Linked DNA regions of Pan troglodytes: region 1 is linked to region 2. A link is a contact called in public Hi-C data. All regions are on one chromosome and are shown on one strand. The core of a region is the stretch at or near the end of the contact, and the rest is flanking DNA. Distances in the headings are between cores, read along the strand shown.

Region 1 (5,137 bases), core at 221-2,720, 520 kb after region 2:
AAGCAGCTTGGGGCCGGGCACGGTGGCTTATGCCTGTAATCCCAGCACTTTGGAAGGCCGAGGCGGGCAGATCACTTAAGGTCAGGAGTTTGAGACCAGCCTAGCCAACATGGTGAAACCCCGTTTCTACTAAAAATAAAAAAAAATTAGCCGGGCCTGGTGGCAGGCACCTGTAATCCCAGCTACTCAGGAGGCTGAGGCAGGAGAATCACTTGAACCCGGGAGGCGGAGGCTGCAGTGAGCCAAGATCGCACCACTGCACTCCAGCCTGGGTGACAGAGCGAGACTGTCTTAAATGATAATGATAATAATAATAATAATAACAACAGCTTGGGACCCAAACCATTGGCTGAAGCCCATCTGTAAAGTCATGAATTTGGAGTAGACAATCACACAGGCTCTTTATCCCAACCTTTCCATGGAGCTCAGGCTGTCAGCCACCTCTTCAGAAGTCGGAATGCCTGGAGAGCCCTTAGTCCACGTGTCGGCTGCGCCTCCGTCTTCTGCCTCCACTCTGTCCTCCACCATTTGACCAGGCAGTGCTGGGAAGCAAGGAGGGGACCAGGCTGGAGCCTTAAGTCCTGGCGCAGCTGTCGACTGTCAGTGCGGCCACTGCAAAGCGATGGAAATGTCCCAGAGTGGGGCAGCTGGTCGGTAAGACGATGTCACAGATGCCTGGGAAGAGGAATGCACTGGATAAAACGCTGCCTCACTGAACTCTTATTCACAGCCCTGAGCATCCGCCTTTGATTATATTCATAGCCTTGAGGAAGAGCTAGAGATGAGGCATCTTTCCTCACGGAACAGCCGACACAGATATTACAGCCTGGCTTTGGGCTTCAGGAGACGGGCTCAGAGACATCAAGTGCTCTGCCCAAGATCACACAGCAGTGAGTGGCTGAGCAGAGGCCAGACCCCTCCCGCAGCCACTTTCTAATGGCGGCTACAATCACCAAGAGGGACTGAATTTCAAAGCCTCTATTTAAACAATGATGAGCTACAAAATGCATTCTTACTTCTTAGGTCAACACTTTACTAATAAATTAGGAGATTAAAAAGTCGATATAAAATGTATAAAAAATCTTCACCAGATGACTTCCGCCGTGTCAGGAAGCTGCTATTTCTGTTACGTTTTACTGTTCTCTTCCCCAAATCCCTGGCGTGTTGCCTGGAAATTCGCGATTGTCTGTAACTCTTCATCTAGCTCCTAGGATTTCGTTTGAAATTCCTGCCACGGTCAGAAACATTTTGGAAGACAGCATTTGAACATCGGATGCAGAAGAAACGCACTCCCGGTTACCAGCAAGATCGCTGTGTGGAATGAGGCACTTGAGAAAATCTACATTTGGCTCTGAATTTTCTCAACTTCTTTCCCTCCTCCAGGGAAACAGAAGCGCGGAAAGGCGCCCTCTCCTTCCCTCCGTCTGAGGCTCTCGCCCGCCAGGCCCTTCCCGACTCCGCCCAGGCCACGGGCTGCCCCACCCACACCGGCAGCCTGAGGGGAAGCGGCGGCACCGCCCGCGCGGGTCCGGCCCTGAGGCGGCCTGGTGCTGCCCCCTGCCGTCCAGCGGGAATCGCAACCGATCTCAGAGACTGAATCTAAGAATAACTGTCAGATCATCAGGAGGGTTCTCCTAGTTCCACAAATGAGTCTATTTGATCGTGGCCCACAATCTTTGCCTGACTGAAAAAGGCGGTTTTCAGAATGCGGACGAGCTCGTTCCACCCTGCACGAGCAAGAGAACGTTGGAGGCTGCAAGGTGCCCTGCAAAGCCCTTCAGAAAGTCCTGGTGAAATCCCAGTGCCAGAGACGACTCCGAGCGAGATACTGCTTTGGACTTCCGTGTTCCAATCCTCAAAGTAGATTTCACTTGCAGGATTTTGAGAGGTTTAAAAAATACCTGGCAGGCATCTAAAAATGGCAGCAGTAAAAGAGGGTATGGAATTTTTATTTGTAGATTTCAATAAATGAACTTTTTCAAGATTACATGAATAAGATCAATAGAGAGATTCACTTTAGCATACTGAGTCTGTTTTTAAATGAACCTTAATTTAGCATTATACATATGTCAGGATTGCATTATTTTATATATTAAAACTAATCCAAGATGAATGGGAAAATAGAGAATCTAAATTTATCCAATTATTTCAATAGTAGTACTTAATAAAGCTCCGGCTGTAGAGATTTATTGATTCGGCAAACAGAGATGGTCTCATCTCCACAGCACAAGAAACCCTGTGCATCACAAATGAGTTTCACGGGTATAAAGTAAAATTTCTAGTAGCTGTTTTTTAAAAGTGTAAAATTAATTAATTAAGATTGTTTTATCTTGTATCTTACTTTGCAACCAGTAACATTGTGGCTTCAGAGCCACAAGTCCTAAATTTGAATCCAAGGCTGGCCTCTAGGCAAACACCTCTCAGATGCTAGATGGTGCCTTTGAAATAAGCATGTGTTATATAACCCAGTGTGCACAGAGGCCTCATGCCCACAAACTATTGCTACCTGGGAATGTCAGATAGTCCTGCCTGCCACTGTCACCCCTGAACTGTATGACTTGTTTCTTCTCCTATGGCCTTGACTCTTGGTTCTTGACTCTGGTATTCACTTGGCCCTGGTGTCATCCATACTAACATGTTGTATATAAGATGCATGTGTACAGTGAGTTTTTATTTTTCTAATTACGAAATGAGTAGATGCTTATTAAAAAATTGCACCTTGCTGAAATCTGAACTAGACCAGATTAGCCTTGCAAGGCTCTGAAAACCAAATTGTTACTGGAATTACAGTTCACAAAAATAGGCCAGGTCCTATACACTGAACCTAAACAAAGCTACTGTCTGTTAAAAATCAGAAACTTAAATAGGATCAAGAATCTTGGCATAATATTAAAAGTGTGCAGGATACAAGCAAATATTGCTTGTCACAACAAGAAGCAGGAGAAACACAACTTGAATAAGAAAAGACAATCAGCTGACACCACAGTAAAGTAAATCAGATGGTGGAGTTATAAGATGCTCAAAGCAGCCACAACAATGCTTCAACAAACAATTATGAACTCAGTTGAAATAAATGAACAAATAGGAAACTTAGCAAAAACGAGAAATTATTTTAAAAGGACCAAGTAGAAATTATAGAACTGAAAAGTAAAATAACAGAAATGAAAACATGCTAAATGAGCTTAATAGCAGAATGGAGACGAAAGAGGTTAGAACCAGTGAACGTGAAGACTGAGCAATAACATTTACACTCTGAACAACAGAAAGAAGATGGACTAAAAAAAATGAACAGAGCCTCAGGGTCTATAGGGCAGTAAGAAAAGATCTAACATTCACAGCATTAGAGTCCCATAGGAAAGGAGAGTGTGGGGCTGAAAAGAAATTATATCTGAAAACTTTCCAGATTTGGCAAAAGACATAAATCTACAGATTCAGGAAACTGAGAGAATGCCAGTTAGGATAAACCCCCCACAAATTCACACCAAGTCACATCAGAATAAAACCTTTTCAAAGACAAAGAAGCAAGCTTAGAAATCTGAAACCATGGAGTCCAGGAGGAAAAGACTGTCGGCTGCAAATCCGAGACCTGGCAAAATGAGTCTTCAGGAGTAAAAGGGAAATAAAGACATTCTCAGACAAACGAAAACTAACAGAAATGGGCTGAAAGAAACCTGCTGAACAGAAAGAAAATGTTAAAAGAAGACCAAAAATTGACTGGGCACAGTGGCTCACACCTGTAATCCCAGCACTTCGGGAGGCTGAGGCGGGCGGACACCTGAGATCAGGAGTTTGAGACCAGCCTGGCCAACATGGGAAACCCTGTCTCTACTAAAAATACAAAAATTAGCCAGGTGTGGTGGCGTGCACCTGTAGTCCCAGCTACTCGTGAGGCTGAAGCAGAAGAATCGCTTGAACCTGGGAGGCAGAGCTTGCAGTGAGCCAAGATTTTGCCACTATACTCCAGCCTGGGCAACAAGAGTGAAACTCAGTCCCAAAAAAAGAAGACCAAAATTTCATCAATAAGAGAAGAGCAATAAAACTATTCTTTTTTTTTTTTTTTTTTTTTTTGAGATGGAGTTTCGCTCTTGTTGCCCAGGCTGGAGTGCAATGGCGCGATCTCAGCTCACTGCAACCTCTGCCTCCCGGGTTCAAGCAATTCTCCTGCCTCAGCCTCCCAAGTAGCTGCGATTAAAGGCATGCACCACCATGCCTGACTAATTTTGTATTTTTTAGTAGAGACAAGGTTTTTCCATGTTGATCAGGCTGGTCTCAAACTCCTGACCTCAGGTGATCCGCCTGCCTCAGCCCCCCAAAGCGCTGGGATTATAGGCATGAGCCACCGCGCCCAGCCAATAAACTATTCTTTATCTCATGAGTTTCTTAAATAATATTTTATGGTTAAAGCAAAAAAAAAAAAAAAAAAAGCAAAACAAAAACAAAAACAAAAACAAAACATAACCCCAGCCTGGCCAACATGGTGAAACCCCTTATCTACTAAGAGAAAAACACACAAAAATTAGCCAGGCATGGTGGCACCCACCTGTAATTCCAGCTACTTAGGAGGCTAAGGCAGGAGAATTGCTTGAACCCAGGAGGTAGAGTTTGCAGTAAGCCAAGATCGCGTTCCACTGCACTCCAGCCTGGGCAACAGAAGAGACTCTGTCAAAAAAACAAACAAACAAATAAACAAAAACATAACCCCATCTGGTGTGCTGTGCAATGTATGTAGAGTAAAAACTTGAGACAATCATATTTTAAAAGTGGGTAGGGTAGGGCCTAACACAAGCAGCATTTCAAGGCTTGACTTGAAGTGGTGAAACGTTAATACAGTAGCCTGAGATAATTTATTTATGTGCACTACAGCACCTAGAGCAAGTGCTAGAAAAGTTACACAAAGTGATATACTGAAGAACTGTTATAGATAAATTCAGATATATTTCTAAAAAAAAGTTCAAGTGATTCAAGGCAGAAAAGAGAAACAAAGGAATAAGAAACAGAAAAACAGACACAAATAATAAAATGGCAGACTTAAGGCCTAACATATCAATAATTACCTCAAATGTAAATGACATAAATATACCAATTAAAAAAAGATTAGCAAGCAGCACAACTCAATTACATGCTGTCTATAAAAAGC
Region 2 (5,593 bases), core at 749-3,248:
GATAATATAGTTTATAATTTGTAAACCATTTCCTTTATTTCAGTCTTGCTGACTTTCCATAACACACTGGATCTCACTGCACACCCATTGCCTCCTAAATTATCAAAGAAAAAAATGGGGCTATAGCATTCCCAAACAATATTATTGCTCCTTTTTTGTTCATTCACAATGTAACTGATATTTGTAGGTAGTGCATGTAACAAATCAAAAGATTTAACAAACTCGACTGGTGAAATAAGAAGGTAGTTGGAAGCCCAGTTTATAACCTAGATATTTAGTGAAAAAATAAATATAAAATGATGTTCCCTTTCTAATATAATTATATATTACTTGATGGATTTACTAGTAAATGCTGAATGGCCTGGAATGAAAGCAGTTTAATCTGCAGAGAGATCAATTTGCTGTTGCACTTCACACTGTAGCAACCCTGCAATAATAAAACAAACCCTACAGTAATAATCATAGCAATTGAGAGGAAATAAAGCATTATTCTTTTACCTTGGACAAGCAACAGGGTCAAGAAATTCATAACCTCAGAAGTTTTTTTAAGAGGAAAAAAAAGGTGTCACGTGTTCGCTGCCCAACAGACTCAAACATCCTATTACTCCTATTACCGTTATCATCTTTACTGAATATTCCTACTACAAGACAGGCAGACATGTGACATGCGGTGAAGGTTCTACTTTACCCACTACCAATCTCCACAAGCACTCTCATCTCAGGGTGCCTCGGGGAGGACAGAGGAGGAATACTTGGGCTCAAAAGTCGTCTTTGGACCACTTTCAGATCAGTCTGGTGGAAACGGTAGTGTGAGCGCTATGCTACTTGAGACTGGGTTTGAAAATCTCTTTCGCGTTCCCAAATCAAAGCCACTTTGAGGTTTAAGAATGATAACCACAGGTGAATGCCTTACTCTTTCCACGAGCCCGGCCTTTCCTTTGCATGACGCAGACCGGCGGCAGAGACCCGTCCTGAGGCCCCGCCTTTCATTCGGTTTATGTGGCCCCGCGCAGTTCACGCAGTTTTCTCCGTTCTTAGCCAACCAGCTCGTGGGAAATTCACTCCAGAAAAGCGTGCGCCATATCATTATTTTGCGATTCAACAAACTTTTTCAACGGTTGTTCAGGAACTAGATTCCAGATAGATCTTGTCGTGTTTGGCCTTCCTAGAAATTCCTTTTCCAGAGGAAGAAGATCCGGGTTGGGAAGAGTGCGTGACTATGGCCCCGGGCTCATTGAAAGACTCCTCCCCACAAAAGTTTAGGGCTGATACTAAACGAAGCTATGGAGCCATGCCCACACAAATACTCCCCCTTTACCCGAATTGTGGGGCCTGGACTGTGAAGGCCTTCGCTGCAAGAGCGGGCACTAGCGAACTTCAGTGCACGCCGCGGCCGAGAATGGATGCGGGGCGGGGGATGGCTGAGCCGCCTGATCCTTGCAGAGAACCTGCAGGGGCCCTCGGAGGGTATCCCCTGCGTCCAAGGGAGCGCCCCTCCTTTTCAGCACTCGGGGGAACTGAGGGCGACGTGCCAGCCCCGCACTCAACTTTCCCCTTCCCTGCAGGCACAGAGTTGGCCGGCGGGGGCAGAGGAGGAGCTGGGTCTCCACTGCGCCCGTTTAAACCTGGCCAGGGGCTGCGTTTCCTCCCCCCACCCCACGAGATCCTTTCTTAGTCTTCGCTTTTCAACCCAATCGTTAATCATTCGGAACGCGCGGGCGGGGAGCAGCGAGGAGGGCGAGCTCGGGGTTCGCCGCCGCCGCCGCCGCGCGCGCGCGCGCTCAGGAAGCGGTGTGGCTGTCACCCCCTCCCGGGCCTCCTCCCCCCTCCTTCCTGCTTTGCTCCCCCTCCTTCCTCCCCTCCTCCCCGCTCCGCCGCCCGCGCCCAGTGTATCTACTCCCTCCCCACGTCACTCGCCAGCGCGCCATGCAAATCACCGCCGCCGCCGGCTCCCATTGGCCGCGGCGCGCTCATTTAACGGCAGCCCGGGCCCGGCGTATGGCTGCTGGGCCCCGCGCGCCGCCGGCCCCGCGTGCGCCTCCGCTCCGAGCGCACGGCCCCGGGCAGGCAGCGGGCAGCCTATCCCGGGCTCGGCGGCCCCGGCTCTCCGGCCCTCTCCGCGAGCCCGCGCTCCTTCCGCTGTCCCCGGGCCCCTCCCTGGCTGCACCGTAATCGCCCCCTCCAGGCCCCCCTGCGCCTCCCCCCAACCACTGGCGCCTGGCTTCCCCCGGGCACCTGGGACCAGCACATGCCCAGCGCACGCGGCGCGCCGCCCTGCTAGAAGTTGCAGCCTCCGAGTTGGAGGCCGCTGAGGACCGAGCGCAGGAGGAAGGAGACAGCGCGCAGCGGCGGCCGGCGAGGAGACAGCACACCCCGGGCCGGGCCCAGCGCACCGCTCCCGGCCCCAAAAGCGGAGCTGCAACTTGGCCACGACTGCACCTGTTTGCACCGCTCCGCCGAGGGCGCCTGGGCTGCGGTGGCGGCGAAGACGGCGACCCCGACCGTCGGCCTCTTTGGCAAGTGGTTTGTGCATCAGGAGAAACTTTCCACCTACGAGCCGAACCGGCGCCGAGTGCGTGTGTTTCTGCCTCTTTTTGTTGTCGTTGCCTCCACCCCTCCCCATTCTTCTCTCCGCTAGGACCCCCCCGCCCCCGTCTCACTCCGTCTGAATTCCTCTCCGTCTCCCTCCCACCCCGGCCGTCTATGCTCCAGGCCCTCTCCTCGCGGTGCCGGTGAACCCGCCAGCCGCCCCGATGTACAGCATGATGATGGAGACCGACCTGCACTCGCCCGGCGGCGCCCAGGCCCCCACGAACCTCTCGGGCCCCGCCGGGGCGGGCGGCGGCGGGGGCGGAGGCGGGGGCGGCGGCGGGGGCGCCAAGGCCAACCAGGACCGGGTCAAGCGGCCCATGAACGCCTTCATGGTGTGGTCCCGCGGGCAGCGGCGCAAGATGGCCCAAGAGAACCCCAAGATGCACAACTCCGAGATCAGCAAGCGCCTGGGGGCCGAATGGAAGGTCATGTCCGAGGCCGAGAAGCGGCCGTTCATCGACGAGGCCAAGCGGCTGCGCGCGCTGCACATGAAGGAGCACCCGGATTACAAGTACCGGCCGCGCCGCAAGACCAAGACGCTGCTCAAGAAGGACAAGTACTCGCTGGCCGGCGGGCTCCTGGCGGCCGGCGCGGGTGGCGGCGGCGCGGCTGTGGCCATGGGCGTGGGCGTGGGCGTGGGCGCGGCGGCCGTGGGCCAGCGCCTGGAGAGCCCAGGCGGCGCGGCGGGCGGCGGCTACGCGCACGTCAACGGCTGGGCCAACGGCGCCTACCCCGGCTCGGTGGCGGCGGCGGCGGCGGCCGCGGCCATGATGCAGGAGGCGCAGCTGGCCTACGGGCAGCACCCGGGCGCGGGCGGCGCGCACCCGCACGCGCACCCCGCGCACCCGCACCCGCACCACCCGCACGCGCACCCGCACAACCCGCAGCCCATGCACCGCTACGACATGGGCGCGCTGCAGTACAGTCCCATCTCCAACTCGCAGGGCTACATGAGCGCGTCGCCCTCGGGCTACGGCGGCCTCCCCTACGGCGCCGCGGCCGCTGCCGCCGCCGCTGCGGGCGGCGCGCACCAGAACTCGGCCGTGGCGGCGGCGGCGGCGGCGGCGGCCGCGTCGTCTGGCGCCCTGGGCGCGCTGGGCTCTCTGGTGAAGTCGGAGCCGAGCGGCAGCCCGCCCGCCCCAGCGCACTCGCGGGCGCCGTGCCCCGGGGACCTGCGCGAGATGATCAGCATGTACTTGCCCGCCGGCGAGGGGGGCGACCCGGCGGCGGCAGCAGCGGCCGCGGCGCAGAGCCGGCTGCACTCGCTGCCGCAGCACTACCAGGGCGCGGGCGCGGGCGTGAACGGCACGGTGCCCCTGACGCACATCTAGCGCCTTCGGGACGCCGGGGACTCTGCGGCGGCGACCCAGGAGCTCGCGGCCCGCGCCCGGCTCCCACCCCGCCCCGGCACGGCCTGGCTTTTGTACAGACGTTCCCACATTCTTGTCAAAAGGAAAATACTGGAGACGAACGCCGGGTGACGCGTGTCCCCCACTCACCTTCCCCGGAGACCCTGGCGACCGCCGGGCGCTGACACCAGACTTGGGTTTTAGACTGAACTTCGGTGTTTTCTTGAGACTTTTTGTACAGTATTTATCACCTACGGAGGAGGCGGAAAGCGTTTTCTTTGCTCGAGGGGACAAAAAAGTCAAAACGAGGCGAGAGGCGAAGCCCACTTTTGTATACCGGCCGGCGCGCTCACTTTCCCCCGCGTTGCTTCCGGACGGCGCCGACCGCCGGAGCCCAAGTGACGCGGAGCTCGTCGCATTCGTTATAAATGTAGTAAGGCAGGTCCAAGCACTTACAAGTTTTTTGTAGTTGTTACCGCTCTTTTGGGTTGGTTTGTTAATTTATACAGAGATTACCACCACCACCCCCTCCTTCAGACGGCGGAGTTATATTCTGGGTTTTGTAAAACTTTCTGTATCTGAGCATTTCCATTTTTTTTTTGGTTTTGTATTATTTCTTGTAAATGCATTGTGAAAAATTTTATTTTCGGCGTTGCAATGCGGGGAGGAGAAGTCAGATTATGTACATAGTTTCCTAAAAAGCCTTTCTTCTAAAAACGAAAAAAGACCCCCCACCCAAAATGTTTCGAGTCAACAAATTTAAGAGACAGAGCCCATTTTCTCCATAAATTTGTAACATGCTATTTTTATGTGCATGTTTTATGAGTTCAAAATGCAATGAGGAAATCTGACAGGGAAATTATCTGTATGAACTAAAAGTAAGGGAACCCCGGGGAATGGGAGGACAGGATTTTCAAGGAACCTTTTTCAATGAAAGAGAAGGAAGTTAAAACCTATAGGTTATTTTGTAGAGCTGAGTGTTAATACGGGCCGAGAAATAAAAGTATCTTCTGCTCCGGCTGTTTCACTGCGGACGGCTGGGGCTGCTGCGCGTTACCTTGCTGCAAGCGGGGCGCCTTCCACCTGGCTGGGGGTCTGCGCCACAGTTTGGTCCAGAGGAGGGAGGAGGAAGGGAAGACCCCAGTGGTGGGACCCTGGACCAGGCCATGGATGAAGGACAAAGACCAGGGCAGGTCACGGGTTTCCCAATTCCCCAGCAATTAAGATTTCGAGCAGAATTTATCTAAATGTGTTTCAAGGAAACACAATCGCTGAACCAAAACGTACTGCAGCCGAGCCCCCTCCGTCCATCCTCTGCCCCTCCCCCTGGCTTCTTTCTCTTGGGAAAACGGGCAAAATAATTGTGCTGGATTCTCACACACACAGAAATATCGACCATCACCCTCCCCCGCGTGAACTGGGATGCAAGTTGCTAACCGATGTGAACGCAAAATGCCTTGTTCATTATTCCTGACGAGATCTTGAGGTTGTTTGATGCTTTAAATTTTTTAATTATATTATTTTCTAGGTGTTTATTGGTACATTGCAGTTTTTTTTGAAATTTAAAATTTTCTGTAAAACTTTGTCTTCAAGTAATCTGACAGCATTAAATATTGCATTTAAAAATTATACTGTAGCAAATACATTTAAAA

Evidence for each region. A called contact is a pair of places that touch in the nucleus more often than the background predicts.
Region 1: a contact with region 2 is called in a Hi-C map of stem cell-derived neural progenitor cells, with 4 times the contacts expected there. The contact joins the enhancer-like site here to the promoter of SOX1 in region 2. A contact is called at or near these places in 1 of 7 Hi-C or Micro-C datasets (stem cell-derived neural progenitor cells) and 1 of 1 datasets of contacts at active chromatin or transcription factors (stem cell-derived excitatory neurons).

What each region holds. Positions count from the first base shown.
Region 1 is chr14:118,219,536-118,224,672 of NHGRI_mPanTro3-v2.0_pri, forward strand. No RefSeq gene overlaps it. Among named protein-coding and RNA genes, the nearest start is that of TUBGCP3, 19 kb to the left of the region's middle. Within about 2 kb of position 1,471, at least 18 of the 24 cell types and tissues checked have an H3K27ac peak or open chromatin away from gene starts, as enhancers often do. A contact at or near this core is called in stem cell-derived excitatory neurons and stem cell-derived neural progenitor cells, where this site is marked.
Region 2 is chr14:117,700,325-117,705,917 of NHGRI_mPanTro3-v2.0_pri, forward strand. SOX1 (SRY-box transcription factor 1) reads left to right here and starts at 1,999. Exons shown (of 1, transcript XM_016925566.3): 1 at 1,999-5,593. The coding sequence starts at 2,754. The coding sequence ends at 3,923. All of the region lies in intron 2 of LOC107967993, which reads left to right.